2 separate regions of the Mus musculus genome follow, and region 1 is linked to region 2. A link is a contact called in public Hi-C data. All regions are on one chromosome and are shown on one strand. The core of a region is the stretch at or near the end of the contact, and the rest is flanking DNA. Distances in the headings are between cores, read along the strand shown. Region 1 overlaps Mapkbp1 (mitogen-activated protein kinase binding protein 1). Region 2 holds the start of Ehd4 (EH-domain containing 4).

Region 1 (5,233 bases), core at 1,260-3,759, 160 kb after region 2:
ACTTTCATGTAGCAAGATGCCCTGAAAGGCACTTAACTTACCCTGCTGGGTAGGCAACTAAGCCAGATCGGGGGTCACAAGCAAGTCCTCTTCCTCCAGATACTGTTACTCCCAGGACCTTCTCCAAGGTTACCTGTTAGAGCAAGACAGAGAAGTGACTCCTTACAGACCATAGGATGACAGTCACAGTAGGGTTCGAGGTGGGTGCTAAAGGCTCCTACAACCCAGCCTCTGACGCACTATTTCCCTACAACCTTATTCAGTCTGGGTCTTTTTCAGACTTTGTTCTGATCAAAATCCTCTTGGCCATACGAGAAAATGCCAGTAATAAGTGTCACCTGCATTAATCACGCTCCACCTGCTGTTACCATGGGAAAGAAAACATGGGTTAAAGTACAGGTTTATGACCAAAGAGGAACAAGAATCCTTCCGATGTGAGAAGGCACTAACTGTAGGCTAGGACCTGGGGTCTATGAGATTGACAAGAGGTCACTGGCCTTCAAACCTTCAAAGGCCACTGTGATCTCTCTACCGAGAGCCAGAAGAACGTTAGGTATCAATTAGGTAACTCGGACATCCTTGATCTTTGCGTCCCATCAAAGGACTCCACCTCCCGTGTCTGCCAGTTAAAAGTCTAGGAGCCTAGGAGGCCTAAGAAGGGCTTACTGCTGTGTTTTTGCGAATCACAGATGCTCACAGTACTCTGATTATTGTTATTAAGCCAAAACTCCCACAGAGATGAAAGGGAAGCCTGTGTAAATGCCAGGATAGTCTGAGAAGACATGACACATGAGACATTCCCCACCTTCATCAACGGTGTTGCTGTCCTGCATTGTCTGCAGGCCACACAAACCCTTCTAGACTAACCTCAAATTAATTGACTAGTCTTTCTGTGGATGAGGTCATGTGAGACCCACAGTGCCCTATAACCTCATAATTGTCCCTCCATGGCACTCCTTGTCACACAGTTTTTCTGGTCACTCCAGCTCTAGTTCCCTCCAGGGCTGTCTGCACTTCCTGCATGAGCCTTCCCTTGGGGATGTCCTTGTTCTTCCTTGATTTAGGGCGAGGAGCCCATGTAAACAGAGCGTCCTCTCCTATGAAGCCTCTGACCTGGATAGTCTTGGAGGGTCCAGGAGTGGATAAACCATATGCAGCGCCAGGAGGAGTGACTGTGACAGGCCAGCGTCTAGAGTGGGAAGCCCACAATCACCTGGCATAGTTCTGGATGTGTCTTCTCTTACTGCCCTCAAACAGGGAAGAGTTGAAAGTGCCCCAGAGGTCCCGCTTAGCTCCTCTGACCACACACATATGTACACATGCACACAACTAAATATAACAGTAACAACAGCAAAAAAATGAAACCTCCAAGGCCATTGAATTAGGTGGGAATGCTTCTTTGTGCTATGGACCAGGAACTGCAACATGTGCTTACGCACCACACCGGTGGTTTAGTTACAGTGCGTCAGGCCAAGCTCCATGCTGCTCACTTACCCACCACCCAGCTGCACCATCAGACCTAATGTTAGCCTGCCTGTGCTAGACATTCTGGACAGCAAGTCCGAATTTCTGCCTCATTCCATTTCTTTCTCAGTCTAAAGCCTTACTGGCTCCAGTCAATTGGTACTGACTACAGAGTACAAGCTTACCCTCTGGAGTCTACTGCCTTCAGTTATCCCGGATCAGGGTCTTGACACTGAGCCTTTAACTGGACCAGAGGAAGGGGTGTAGGGGTGTTCAGGAGCATAGCTATTGTCCTTACTGCCTAAGACATAGATGAGACAGACAGACAGAGAGGCAGAGAGACAGAGACAGAGAGAGAGAGGGAGGAAGGGAGGGAGGGAGGGGAGAGGAGTCTGAAGCCACTATGTTTGATGAATACAGAGGTCATCAAATCAAGTACAATGAGCTACAAACCTCCAGTTCTCATCACACCAATATAATTCGAAGCAAATCCTTTAGATTCAAATGTGTACAATCCCTTACCTCCCTATCGTTCAGTGTTAGTCCCAAAGACCAAGTCTGCTGGTTCTTGGCTGCCCTTCCCTCTCATAGGAATGTGAGTAGGTGTTCTGTGGGTAGAGAATCCAGTTCTATAGAGAATATTAAAAGTAGTTTGCAACTTTCAACAAGCAAAGCAGAAAGATTCGGTTTGATTTAAGCATACCCTGAAGAACAGTTTTCATAGTAAGAAAACCATTTTTACCATGATCTAGTCATAGTAAGAAACATGCTTTATACTGTGGTCCAGTGTGTATATACATGTATGTGTACAGGCAAACAAAGCTGAAGTACAATTTTCATAAACAATCCGTGATCGCAGCACATGCTGTGACACACTCTGTATGTTTCTTTTACTTCTAGCCACATCCACTCTGTCCACCGCATGACCTCCACATGTGCCGGGAGATTAAGCATGGGAAACCGCCACACACTTCTTCCCGCCAGGCTGAGGCCCAGGCCCAACTACGGCAATCTTTGGGTTTTGTCACTTTCCTCTCAGGGCTTTGCACAGAGGAACATACTTCCTGGCTAGGAAAATCCCACAAGCAGAAGTTTGCATGGGCTGAAATCTTGGCTTGTTTTCAAAGGATTTATGGGTTTGGTTTTTTTTTTTTTTTCTTTCTTCTGGCTTTCTAAAGTAGTCATCCAAAGGAGTGGGAGCAGTTTCCTTTGACTCTCTGAAGAGGAGGAGCAGAGGAAAACATTCAGGGGCATCAGCTGGTTTTTATTTTATGTTCTTAACTCAAACCAGCTTCCTGTTTGCTGGAAGGGAGGTTTGGGCTGCTCTCCACTCTCACAGGGTCTGAGAGTCCCAAGCTCTACTGAAGCCTGCAGCAGCGAGGCTCGTTCTGCAACACTCCAACACAAAGGGCTTGGCAAGATGACTCTCCCCCTCTCCCCCACTGATAACATTTTCCCTGTCCTCTCTTTAAAAGGTAGTAGAGGTTCCCTCTGCTCTACAGCGTGGAGAAAAGCCTGGCCACGAATGCTAAACACACCAAGTGCCATCAGCTATGTGCAGGACTGAACTTGCCCCAGCTCATCAACATTGATATATGCACAGCTTTTCCCACAGCTGGTAGGGCACTGGGAGCCCTGTCTCAGCAGTGGGAGAACTTTAATGTGGCAATCAGTCCAGGATTCTCCCCATTCTCAGGGATCCTGCATTATTTAGTAGTGCACCAATAAGTTCTAGTGCCTACCATCTCTCATTTGGAATAGGACTGTAACTCCTAAATGTGCTCCCAGCTTTAGGCCTGCCTGCTACAGTCTTCTCAACACAGCAGGTCACAGTGATTCTTGTAAACATAAATCCTTCCATTGGCTCCCACCTCCCTTAAAGTTCAAACGCAAACATTTGACTTAAACTTGGAAAGGCCTAAAATCACCCAGCCTCTGGCCATTTCTCTGAGATCATTTCCTATACTCTCTTTGCTGCCTCTACCCAGCCACCTCCACTTCTACCTCAGCCTCCACAGGCTCCTTGAGCAGACTCTAGTGCCCTCCTTTGAATCTGCTATTCCATGGATTCAAAGTCCTTCCCTTAGCTATGCACACAGTGACTTTATTCTGGCCTTTGCTCAGAGGCTGTCTGCCCAGAAAAGCCGTTCAGGCTTCTCTGGGTCACTCCGGCCTTTACTCGGCTAGACTATCTTCACAGCATGCACAGCAGATAAGATGTTATCCCTTCCCGAATGCTTCCCTATCACACAGGAGCCCTCAAGGACGGGGACGCAGAGTTCCATCACTTATTTATGTATCCTTTTTTTTTATTTAAAAAAGACTAATTTTATGTATATAAGTGCTTGCATGCATGGATGTATGTGTACAAGTATGCCTGAGGAGAGCAGAAAGCATCAGATCCCTGGAACTGGAGTTACAGACAATTGTGAGTCTCCATGTGGGTACTGGGAATTGAACCTAGGTCCTCTACAAGATCAGCATGACTTAGCTACCGAGTCATCTCTCCATCCCCATCTGCAGCACTAGACTACATCACCCACATAACATGATGGTGAACCAACTACTACTATACTGTCAGATAAACAGAGTACTGAAGGGCCCTTCTAAAATCATATGTCCCTACCCATAGATTAGAGTAGCCCTTAGACCTCTTAAGGGACATTTCTTTGTACAATGGATGGTTGATTAACTCAAAACTATCCAGGCATTGTTGTGCATGAATTTGATCCCAGCACTTAGGAGGCAGGAGCAGGTGAATCTCTGGAGTTTGAGGACAACCTGTTCTACATAGAGATTTCCAGGACAGCCAGCGCTACACAGAAAGACTCTGTCTCAAAAGTAAATAAGAGAAAAGAAAAAGAAGGAGAGAAAAGGGGAACCACAACCAGTCAGAGTACAGCTAAACATCCGTGGGACTCTCAGCTACAGATGAGACCTTTAACATCACACACACTTGCTAAGGCCCAGGGGCCATCAAGCAGAGGGGGTGCAAAGATTTTAAGAGCCAAAAACTTGGGAGGACCAGAGCAAAACGATGTCTTCTGGACATGCCAGGCCCACGGAGCTCATGGACTCAAAGCAGCTGTGGGGGCCTGGGTAAGACCTGGGAAGATCAAGATTTTGTTTTGTTTTATTTTGTTGAGCTAGGGTGTCCTGGAATTCACAATGTAGACCAGGCTGACTGCAAACTCCAGGATGCCTGCTTTCCTCTGCCTCCTGGAGTGAGTTTTCTTTAAGGAAGGTTCATGACATTCCAGTAGATGGCCCCACACCCAACAAATATGTGGGTACCACAAAAATAACTCTATGGGTTATAAAACAATGGAGGGACGGAGAAATGGAGGATGCCTATGGGAGGAGTTAGGGAGAGGAGCAGGAGGGGAGTGTATAAGAGAAAACAAAAGAGGCACTGACAGATTTGATGAGTCATGGGAAAGCTGAAAAAAAAAAGCCAAAAAACCCCTAAAACCCCCCCAAACTCGGGTATTTCAGTTAATAGAGTTGTTCTACTCTACTAGTTATGTAGGCTGGCTAGTTTTCTGTTTTGTTTTGTTTTATGTCAATGAGGAAAAGCCTCTGTCATATTGTCTGTAGGCAAGTGTGTTAGGCATTTTCTTGGTGACTGATGTCAAAAGGGCCTAGCCCACTGTGGGTGGTACCACTCCCAGCCAGGTGGTCCTGCATGGTATAGAAAGCAAACTGAGCAGACCATGGGGAATAAGCCAGTAAGCAGAGTTCCTCCATGGCCTCTGATTCTGTTCCTGCC
Region 2 (5,100 bases), core at 1,834-4,333:
ATTGTTTTAGACAGAGTCTCATAGCCCAGGTGGTCATGAAGTCCAGAGCTTCATACATGCTCAGCAAACACTCCACCACTGAGCTACAATCCAAATCCAAAATTCTTCTTATATAATACAATGTTCAGGTACTGCATAGGAAACCGCTGTTTGTTTAAATTTGTGAGGAGAGAGCTAGTTGCAGCTTTACAGTATTCTAAATGATAATAACCATATTCTCAGATAAAGTTTTATATTCATTATTCCTCTGGGTAAATAACTCCAGGATAGTTTCTTCAAAATGAAATTCCCGAGTCAAAAATATATGAATATTTTGCAACTCATTAAAGAATGGTTGACATATAATCAACTGTATGTATTAAAAGCACATAATTTGGGGGTCTAGTTAAGAGCATTGGTTACTCTTGCAGAGTACCTGGGTTCAATTCCCAGCACCCACTGGTGGTTTACAACCCTCCATAATTCATGTTTCTGTATACAGAAATCCTACTGTTCTCGAACTATATGTGGATAGTGTTTTTTGTTGTCGGTAGTGCAGATAGAACCCACTGCTTCATGCATGTGACGTTTCTAACATTCTAAACTGATTCTATAAAAGATTTGCTTAGCCAGTCTCAGCGGCATATGCCTGTAATCCCAGCACTTGGGAGATGGAGGCAGAATGCAGAGGCGTTCAGGGTCATTTGCAGGTGTCTAGTGAGTTTGAGGCCAGCTTGGTTGTATAAGACTCTGCTCCAAAATGAAAAACAAACACATTTTGAATTATCCACTAAATTATCTATTGTGTTAAAAATCAGTTGACTATGTATGTGTAGGCCTCTTTTCGGACTCTGTTCCATCGATATATTCGTTCATCACAGGTAATGATGATGTGTTCTGAGAAATGCATTGTTAGGCATTGTGTAAACACCATGGAGTGTACTCATACAAACTAAAACATGTCATAAGTCAAGATAAACTTACAAAAACTTGTTGCCTGTGGCTGAAATATCATTAGTTTATGTTCATTAGATAATTTTTGCATTAATACCACCGGGTCTTGATTTTCAAAGCTTTATTAGTCTTGAAATTAGGTAATATAAGAATTCCATTTTTGTTATATTTTACATTGTTGTATTTATTCTGGGAACTTCACATCCATCATGTGAAATTGAGAATCATTTTGTTAAGTCTGACTAAAACAAAAACCTGCTGAGGATTGCATTAAACGAATTGGGGAAAATTTTGTATCTTAATGTTGAGTCTTCTGGTCCACGAACAGGGTAGGTATGGGCAGTATGTTCAGGTCTCCATTTCTCTTAGAAATATATTTTGATTCTCAGCATATAGATCTGGTACATTTTATTTAGATTTAGCACTAAACATCTCTTTGTTTGGGTGCTATTCCAAGGCATGCAGATTTTCTACTTGAATGTCCAATTGTTGTTTCTAGCATGTAGATATATCTGGTTCTTGTAGCTAGAAACTTCACTAATAAGTTCACCTCCTAGAGACAGCAGCTTTTGGTCTGGATATACATAGTTTAGTGATTCTCCTACTAAAGGCCATCTTGGTTGTTTCCAAGTTTTAGTGACGAACAAAGCTGTCATAAACACCCTTGATGCCCTGCAGTGGCGGTGCATGCCTTTAATCCCAGCACTTGGGAGGCAGAGGCAGAGAGGCAGAGGCAGAGAGGCAGAGAGGCAGAGAGGCAGAGAGGCAGAGAGGCAGAGAAGCAGAGAGGCAGAGAGAGAGAGAGACAGAGAGAGAGGGGCAGAGAGAGAGGGGCAGAGAGAGAGAGAGAGGGGCAGAGAGAGAGGCAGAGAGAGAGAGGCAGAGAGAGAGAGAGGCAGAGAGAGACAGAGAGGCAGAGAGAGAGAGAGAGGCAGAGAGAGAGAGGCAGAGAGAGACAGAGAGGCAGAGAGAGACAGAGAGGCAGAGAAAGACAGAGAGGCAGAGAGAGACAGAGAGGCAGAGAGGCAGAGAGGCAGAGAGGCAGAGGCAGAGGCACAGGCACAGGCAGGCCGATTTCTGAGTTCGAGGCCAGCCTGGTCTACAGATGAGTTCCAGGACAGCCATGGCTACACAGAGAAACCCTGTCTTGAAAAATCAAAATAAAAGTAAAATAAAATAAAATAAAATAAAAATAAACAAATAAATAAAAAACCCAAACCAAACCAAACCCCACCACCACCACCACCAACAACAAAACCACCCTTGCTGCACTGGCAACACCTGAACGATCTTTAAAATGCAATTTTACAACTACTTGCTGAATCAGCTCTGCATTTCCACCAAGTTCAAGAAGTCATTCCCACACAATCTTTCTCCAAACTTTATGCAGACAAGAATCATCTGCAGGCATTTGTTGAGCTGCATCTCTCAACATTTTATTTGGTGGGTCTGTATCAAGAACTAGAGACCTGCATTTTAACAAGCCTCTTGGGTTATTCCTATGCAGCTGGCCTCATTGGCCACACTGAAAATGCGCTAACACTATTTCTCGCTTAGGATACACAGGTGATGGTCAATTATTTCTACTAGTGTCTAGCAGAAAGAGGCCTTTAATTGATCCAGAGTTGAATGGAGGCAGAAGTGTCTGCGCAAATAGATTGAAGTCCATTTTCTCTCCAATTTTTGCCAATTATATCGGTGAGCCTGAGTATCTTCGACAGTAGTAAACAGGGCAATAACCTGCCCCAGGAAAAGGAACTTGTCTGTCAACTTTCTGAGTTTTCTGTCCCCAGTATCCACGTCCGGAGACTTGGGATGAGTCGAGTTCCAGGAGGACAGCCTCCGGTGGTTCATTCTTGCCAGCTCAGACTTGCCCGGAAGCCAACGCCACCTGGCCAGAAGGATGTACCCGGGTAGACGCGCCTGTGTCACCCCGCCTGGACTACACCCTCTCCGGGATCAGCCCTCTAGACCGATGCCGTCATCAATAATTCAAGGATCGCCTTTCCATTGGCTAGAGCTTCCACCCAGTCGCTGGCAAACGCCCAATGAGGAAGGACCTGAGATCGCTGCTGAATAATGAGCGCGCGCCCGTGACGCAGCGGCTGATGATTGGTCGTTGCGGCAGGGGGCGGACCCAGGAGCGGGCGGCGGCGAGAGCTACTGTCGGGCACAGAGAGCGAGCGACGCGGGTTCTGGGGTTCTTACTGAAGTGCGGCGGCGGCGGCGGCAAGTTGTGGGGCGGCAGCATGTTCAGCTGGATGGGGCGGCAGGCTGGCGGGCGCGAGCGCTCGGGCGGCATGGACGCGGTGCAGACGGTGACGGGCGGCCTGCGCTCTCTGTACCAGCGCAAGGTGCTGCCGCTGGAGGAGGCGTACCGCTTCCACGAGTTTCACTCGCCAGCGCTGGAGGACGCCGACTTCGAAAACAAGCCCATGATCCTGCTGGTGGGCCAGTACAGCACGGGCAAGACCACGTTCATCAGGTAATTTGCCTCGTCGGCTCGCTACCCCTCCGCTAGCGCACGGCCTGCCCTCAGGTTACACTCCGAGCTTGGTGGCCCGTCGCCTTCCCGGGTCCCGTTTCCCAAGGCTCCCTCCCCTGAGACCGGCCCCCAGCGCGCTGCGAGCCCCTTCCTTGCTGTTGCCAAGGCCTTCCTTGAGCCTGTCACCCTGGCCTGGGAGTGCAGGAAAGGGAGAGAAGGCAAGGCTCATCATTAGTGCAACCTAGTGCTGAAAGTGATAATGAAGGAATGCGGCTCCTAGGTGGAGAGGTAACCTTCCAGCACAGTGAGAATGAATGAACGAACGAACGAATGAATGAATGAGTGAATGCCACAGTAGGAGTATTGCCATGCCCTAGGTGCCACGTTCCGCCACAGCGGCGGGGCTGCTATCATCCAGCTTTATGGTCTATAGGAAGTTAGCCTACAGTGTAGCTGCCTCACCAGCCTGTGGACTGAAGGGGAGTGTCAGGTTACTGTTTGCTAGTTTCCATTTCTTCACCCTTGACAAACTGAAAATATTTGTCACGGTCACTCTGTCTCCGGAAGCAATAACCGGCTTGCCCTGCAGTTCCAACCACACAGCTTCCTCTAGAGTGACTCGATGAGAAATAATTTACAATGAAACGGACTGCTTTTTAAATGAGGCGTCTATTTCCCTATCTTTGGGAAGAATCGACGTTCAAATCCTTATCAGACGAAGCAAAGTGACTGAACATTTAAGATCTGGATCCTGAGTTTTGGAATTAGAACACTCATCATCATTTGATGTTCAACAGGTGTTCAGAAAACTGCATCTGTCTTGGGGACATGCCATTTCTTTTAGGTATGACCTCCTTTTTTTCCCCTCCTGTGACCTAAAGAGTTCCAAAAAAATAGAAAAGTTGTCACTACAAGAAATATGTTAAATCCAGGCCTGTAGATACACTGTGAATGAACTCAACAAAGGCAATACACTGTAGTTTGAAATGTGAACGAAGAGAGGGGGAAAATAATGTTGAAATTATTTCATGTAATGCTTTTAAATTAGCTGAAAACAGTGTTGAATATGTTAACTCAGAAATGAACCTAGAAATATTACAGTAACTGACAGATGCAAAGGGCTAGTTGAGATGGTGCTTGCCTGTAATCCAAGGACTGGGGAAGCTGGATCATGGTTATTTTGCCTTCCAGGCCAGCCTGGGCTACATAACGCAATCTAGGATAACCCTGACTAGACAACAAAAGACCGTCTTCAAAACAACAGCAATAAGAACAGCAACAAAACCTAGGAAACAAAAACAAAATAAATGGCAAGCAGGTGGTACATTAAGGTCTTGGTAGTCGCAGTTGTGAATTATCAGGATAATATTACAGGAGTGAAGAGAGAACTTTTAAGCTTAGAGCAATAAGAGTATAGCATTTTAAAATGTACTGGTGGCAGATACACAGCAGTCCCACCATTTCCTCCTGTACGTGCCATGGGCCTCACGGTACCTATGCATAATTAGGGAGCCTTTCTTGATTCTGTACTGACCTAGCCTGAAGACAGTGCATTCCTCTGACTGTAGCCTGACTCGTAAACAAGCCTCAGGTAGGAGAGTACAACGCAATTCTCAGGAAGGTGGAGCAATCCTCTTTCCCCGCCTCATATTATTTTGTTATATTCTCATTCTTCTGTGCTT

What was found. A called contact is a pair of places that touch in the nucleus more often than the background predicts.
Region 1: a Hi-C map of beige adipocytes shows a contact between it and region 2, with 2.8 times the contacts expected there. The contact joins the enhancer-like site here to the promoter of Ehd4 in region 2. A contact is called at or near these places in 2 of 484 Hi-C or Micro-C datasets (beige adipocytes and embryonic fibroblasts), 5 of 115 datasets of contacts at active chromatin or transcription factors (embryonic stem cells and large pre-B cells) and 1 of 9 other capture datasets (embryonic stem cells).

What each region holds. Positions count from the first base shown.
Region 1 is chr2:119,993,382-119,998,614 of GRCm38.p6, reverse strand. Mapkbp1 (mitogen-activated protein kinase binding protein 1) reads right to left here. Exons shown (of 30, transcript NM_011941.3): 2 at 42-133. Among named protein-coding and RNA genes, the nearest start is that of Mir7665, 22 kb to the left of the region's middle. Within about 2 kb of position 2,509, at least 94 of the 459 cell types and tissues checked have an H3K27ac peak or open chromatin away from gene starts, as enhancers often do. A contact at or near this core is called in beige adipocytes and embryonic fibroblasts, where this site is marked.
Region 2 is chr2:120,152,558-120,157,657 of GRCm38.p6, reverse strand. It overlaps Ehd4 (EH-domain containing 4), which reads left to right and starts at 3,083. Exons shown (of 6, transcript NM_133838.4): 1 at 3,083-3,418. The coding sequence starts at 3,183.